Regions from separate parts of the Sus scrofa genome. Here region 2 is linked to region 1. A link is a contact called in public Hi-C data. All regions are on one chromosome and are shown on one strand. The core of a region is the stretch at or near the end of the contact, and the rest is flanking DNA. Distances in the headings are between cores, read along the strand shown.

Evidence for each region. Hi-C and Micro-C count contacts between places; a contact is called where the count stands out from the background.
Region 2: a contact with region 1 is called in a Hi-C map of liver, with 6 times the contacts expected there. The contact joins the promoter of SLC50A1 here to the promoter of HCN3 in region 1. A contact is called at or near these places in 2 of 47 Hi-C or Micro-C datasets (liver and skeletal muscle) and 1 of 2 datasets of contacts at active chromatin or transcription factors (alveolar macrophages).

Annotation. Positions count from the first base shown.
Region 1 is chr4:94,558,825-94,561,524 of Sscrofa11.1, reverse strand. It overlaps HCN3 (potassium/sodium hyperpolarization-activated cyclic nucleotide-gated channel 3), which reads left to right and starts at 1,420. Exons shown (of 9, transcript XM_013997013.2): 1 at 1,420-1,464. The region is part of intron 1 of CLK2 (dual specificity protein kinase CLK2); the gene reads right to left.
Region 2 is chr4:94,663,990-94,666,920 of Sscrofa11.1, reverse strand. SLC50A1 (sugar transporter SWEET1) reads left to right here and starts at 1,435. Exons shown (of 7, transcript XM_003125719.3): 1 at 1,435-1,601; 2 at 1,926-2,003; 3 at 2,143-2,266; 4 at 2,869-2,931. The coding sequence starts at 1,522. It also overlaps a transcript of EFNA1 not described here.

The sequences.
Region 1 (2,700 bases), core at 171-2,670:
CAAACACAAGCAAGTTCCAGGGATCTGGGTCTGGCCCCTTGAACATTTCTCACATCAATGGCCAAATCGTCCTTAAATGGTTTTAATCCAGGAGGCCCCAAGCTGCAGTCAGCTTTCCACCCAGCCCCTTCCCTTTTGGGTTAGGAAGTACCGAATAACTGCTTTTTAATTATTATCAGTACTGCCTGGCTAAAAGCCGGCCACCTTCCAGTTACTGGAATTGGAATGGCAGGGTGCACTAATTCTTTTTTCCTTCAAGGAAAGAAAATTACTGTCAGGAACCAATAAGATGAGACTTACAGGGCAGAATGAAAGTACATGGGCCAGGGACAGAGGTGCACCTTGTTGGGGGTGGCAGTGGTAGGATTAGGTGTGGAAAAGGCTTAATGATTCCAACATCTGGCTTCCATTCTGAGCTACTTCTCAAATTGAAGAGAAGGGTGGCATTTGATTCATTCCAGGCGTAAAAGGGCTTGCAGGAAGCCAAGAAGACGCAAGTACAAGATTCTCCCCGATAACCCAACCTTGCTTAACACAGCCACGCACATGTCATCTCACTACATACACAGTGCCACCAAAGTCCCTCACAGGCTTTCCTCCTTCCAACCCTCCCCCCCAACTATCTCCAGCTTACAATCTTTCTCCACTTCTAATCTTTTCCTCTCTTTCTCACTTAGAAAATCCAGAACTAACTCCTAGAGTCAAACTCTTTCCACAGCCTCCAAGTGACATGGTGGTGTCTTCCAACCTCTCCAGCTTTGGCCCAACTTTTGAGATTTCTATTCTTTCTCATCTTTGCAACCACTCCTATCTTTACTCCATCACCCCTTCTCCTACTTTGGTCCCTCCTAACTTTCCTATTGGTCTTTACCAATGCATCTAAGACAGGGCGACATTCCACCTCATCTTCCTACTCCTCACCTCTGCCACTTCGCACGTCTCAGCCCCACCCCACCCCCCAAGCTCGCCCCGGTCCCTTGCCCCCAATCCAATCTTCTCCCCGTCCGCCCCGCGGTCGCCATCTTTCCGCGCGGCCCCGCGGCCCGCCAGCCCGCGCGCTCACCGTTCTGGCGGCGAGGCCCGTGCGCTTGTCCCACAGGAAGTCCGTGATGGCGGCGGCACTGCGGCCGGAGTCCCGGCACCCCCGCGGCGACGAAGTGCGGCTCCACCCCCCCAACCCGAGACCCTGGACCTCCCGCCTCGTTCCCGGGCTCCGTTCCAGTCCCGCCCGCCCCGGCTCCGTGCCCGCCCCCAGGATCCGCTTGGCGCCGCTCGCACCGCCCCCGCCCGGGGCCCGATCCCAGCTCGGTCTCCGGCTCTGGCCTCCCCGATCCGCCGCCGCCGCCACCGCGAGCGAGCACGTACGCACGCACGCACGTCCTGCGTCGATTCCCAGCTACCCCTAGGCTCCGCCCCCCAGGACCGCGCACGCCTTCGCGTCTTAGCGTAGCTCTCTGCTGTCCGGTGAGAGCCGAGGAGGTGCTGGGGGCGGAAGCTCATGGGGGCGGGGAGAGAGTGGAAGCGGTTTATTGGGCTCGCGCTGCCTCGCCTGGTGTTCTTCCGTATCCTTCCTCAATCTTTGACCCTTTTCGTGGGACTTATGTGGCTTGCTTTGTTAGGTTTGGAGGTTGAAAGGAAGGGGTTGTGGTTTACGGAATGTCATCGCTCCGCAAACCTTTTGAAGCCTGGTGGTGAGGTGTGAGTCTCCATCATAGCCTGTTTTTGAAACAGTTCGCCTACCAAACCACAGCAAAGAGGGGTTCCCATCTTTTGTCCTGAACAAAAGCTGGTGCACGTTCTGTATATGGGGGAGGGGGGTAATGGCTTTGGAGGAAAGGTTTGAGAAATGGAGGGGTGGAGATTCAGGTGCCAAAGAAGGGGAAATCACTTGAGAACTTTGTTATATACCTACACATAATATATGATAAGTCTAAATTTGGTGAATTAAAAAAAAAAAGCAGAAGACGAGAAAAACTGGGTAGAGTTACAGATGTTATAGAAGGAATTGAGCAGTAATTAGGAAAATGAAAAATAACCTGAGGATAACTATATTCAAGTAAAGAAACAGAGAGGAGTCAGGGTGGAGGATAGTCAGAAGGAATTTTTCATCAGTTGGCCAGAAATGGTTTAGGAAAAGTTTCTTGAAATAGAAGCTGAAGGGTAATGAAGGGGTGGAGAGGAAAGTGAACCTCACTTCCTTCTCCGTGTACACTTTCCCTCGTTCATTCAAAAAGCATTTATTAAGTTCCTACTCTGTCCAGCACTGTGCCAGGCTCAAGGCTCCTGTTCTTCAGAGCTTCATAGTATAATGGGAAAGACCTGTAAACAAATAATGGCAGCCTTGTGCTAAGAGCTGTTATGAACAGTGGTGCCCTGGCCACTGTAAGAAAGCTCTAGACTACAACCCTAGCTTGGGAAAGGAGAGTTATAAATGTGTTTCTAGGTTTCCTAGAGGAGATGACATCTGAACCAATGGATGGAAAGTGAATTGGAGGAGAGTGCTAGGCAGAGAAAGTATTTACAAAAGTCTGGAGACAAAGCAAAATGAAGTGTTTAAACAGAATTGGAGTCCTGGCTTTCAAGAGAGGGACTATCAGAAGGGAGGTTGTTGAAAAGAGAGGTCTAAATTTTGCAGGGCCTTGTGTTGTCATTCTAAGGAATTTAACCGTAATCCTATAGAACACTAAGAAGTTTGAAGGA
Region 2 (2,931 bases), core at 186-2,685, 110 kb before region 1:
AGGATGTGGATTAGATCTCTGGCCTCGCTCAGGGGGTTAAGGATCCGGCGTGGCTGCAAGCTGTGGTGTAGGTCACAAATGCGGCTCGGATCCAGTAGTGCTGTGGCTGAGCCAAGGACAGGAGAAGCAGCATGCTTGGGCTAACCCAGCATCTCTCCCAGGACTGTCCTCTGTGGCGCTGTCACAGAGAGGTTTGTAGCCAGGCACTGCATCCTCTCCCATCCTGGGGCAGCATTTCCCAGAGCTGTGCCAGCAGGGGGGCTGTGCCAACCTGGTCTTAAGGTGTATCTGTAAGGGCAGGGCCCACACACACACAGTCTGTGCCTAGACTAAAGCCTGAGGGGCAGGGCCCACATGTACAGAATCTGCATATGAACTTTCTGTGTCTGTGCTGATTTCTACAACTGGAACTTTTTTATACTGTGTTCTTTGTCTCAAAATAAAGTGATGTGTTTGGTTTTTCAGACTTGCTTTTTTGCCCCTCCATCCTGATTTAAGTCCCTGCTATTTGCTAGGCTCTGTGTTATACCAGTAGGAACTGGGTTTGAATTTGCTCCTCACTCACCCAAAAGGGTGAGGTGTTTCCTCCCCTGAGGGTTGTCCAGGACAGGAGTGCTCCCCACGAGAATGTCTCAGGCCCTAGCCTGCTCCCCACTCTGGAAGTTCTTTCTGTCCAACCTCTGCCCCACTCCCACCCTCTCCGCGCTGGGCTTTGGCATACTGTTCAGGTACTCATTCTGCAGGGTGAGTCAGAGCAGCCGCTCAGGGGAACGCCAGCTGAGGCATGTGGCCCGCCCCACAGCCCCGCCAGCGGAGGCTGCCGTGTGTGGGAGGCTGGGAGGGAAAGTTCCCAGCAGCAAGTCGGTTGGACTAGGGGGTCAGTGATACACGCTTGGCCAGTGGGTTGGCCAAGTCACGGAAAGTTGGCAGTGTGGCTGAAGGGGGAGGGCAGCTCACAAAGACTCGGTGATTCCTGGCAATCCCTGTTATTTAGGGAAAAGACCGGAAAGAGGCTTCAGCAAATGAGGAAAAAAATCTCCCAAGCTCTGGGCAACTGAAATTCCGAGCCGGGGCTCTGCCTGGGGAGCGTGTCGAAGTCTGCCTAGCAAGCTGCTGTTTTGGAGTTCTACCACGTAGGCTTTCGGGCCTGTGGGAAAGAGTTGAGGCTGGGGGGCTAGGGATCCAGGGGGTCAGCAGAGAGTGTGGAGCGGTTGGTCCCGGGGACAAATACGCCAAACCTTAGGAAGGAGACCGGCGGGAAAAGAGAGCAACTTGAACCCCCGCAAACCCACGAGCCGACAGCCAGGCGGGTGGGGGCGGGACGGGCGCTCGGAGGGGCGGGGCCTGAGTTCCTGCTTGACGTCCTAGGGGTGGGCCGGGTTCCGGTTTAATTTCCGGGGGGGACGGCCGAGGGCGCAGGGGCGGGGCCGGGGGCGCGGAGGGGCGGGGCTCCGGCGTCGCGGGCTCAGGATCCCGCAAGCTGGTGTCCAGCGCAGAGCGCGAGATCCGGCTCGGGGAGGGATGGAGGCGGGCGGATTGGCGGACTCGCTCCTTTCCGGAGCTTGCGTGCTCTTCACCCTCGGCATGTTCTCCACCGGCCTGTGAGAAGCGTGGACGGGCTGGGCTGGGGCAGGACCAGGAAATCGGGAGAGGAGAAACAGGGGACAGAGACGTGGCGGCAGCCTCAGGCTGCATCCGGAACCTAGAGTCAAAGTGGAATCGGGTCGAGGGGGCCGGGGGACAGGGGCGAGGCCAGTCACTTAACCTGAGGGAGAAGGCCAGGATGCTGAGGGCGGGACCCGGGGGGGGGGGGGCGGCGTCTGCAGTTGTCCGGGGAAAATGACAGGCATCGGGGATCTTGACGCCCCGGCAGCCTGGTTCTCCCGTTCCACCTCTCCCCCCTACCTTTCGGGGCCCCGTTACAGCTCGGACCTCAAGCACATGCGGATGACCCGGAGCGTGGACAGTGTCCAGTTCCTGCCCTTTCTCACCACGGATGCCAAGTGAGAGGGGCGATGCCTGCGTCGGGAAAGGCTTCTGAGGGAGGTTGGGGAGGGGTAAGGAGGAATGTGGAGGAGGCCCCTCGGGTCCCCCGCCCACCCTCCACCCTGCGGACGAATGTCCCTCCCCTCCACCCTGCAGCAATCTGGGCTGGCTGAGTTATGGGGCCTTGAAGGGAAACGGGACGCTAATCGTCGTCAATGCTGTGGGTGCTGTGCTTCAGACCCTGTATATCTTGGTGTATCTGCACTACTGCCATCGGAAGGTAGAGGCCCTTCATCTCTGCTGCACGCCCTGCCTTGCCTTACTGGCAAGGCAAACACTGCTTCCTAGAAGACTGTAACAGGTTGGCACTGCCACCTTTTCCTGGAAGACCCCTCCAGCCTTGCAGTCCTCCTTCCTCCATGAGGCTAGCCTTCTGGGATGCACATATGGTCCCCCATTCTGGCAAGGCCAATAGCTCTGCCTAGCCTGATAGTGCCTTGCTGCCCAACAGAGTGAAAGGGATTTTTTTTGTCTCCATGTTTCCTTCAGAGCCAAGGCCAGTGGCTGAGAGTGAGATGATTAGCTCTGCTTCCTCATTCACACAAGCATTAAACTCCTACTCTGTGTAGCAAGCTCACCAAACCAAACAACAAAAAAGATATACTTTTCCCTCCCCTAGACACCTTCAGTATGGTGGGGGGATCAGATATGTGCTACAGTCACTGGTAGGAAAGAGGCTGTGACATGTGCAATACAGGAGGCTTAGACAATGGGTGGCTCCCTCACTGGAGCATGGGAGAGGGCAGGATGAATTAATTCCAGCAGCAGTGTCAGAAAGGGCTCCAGGCACCTCCAGAGGTAAGGCTACTCTCTCCTCTGCAGGGTGCTGTGCTCCTTCAGACTGCAACCCTGCTGGTGGTCCTTGTCCTGGGTTTTGGCTACTTT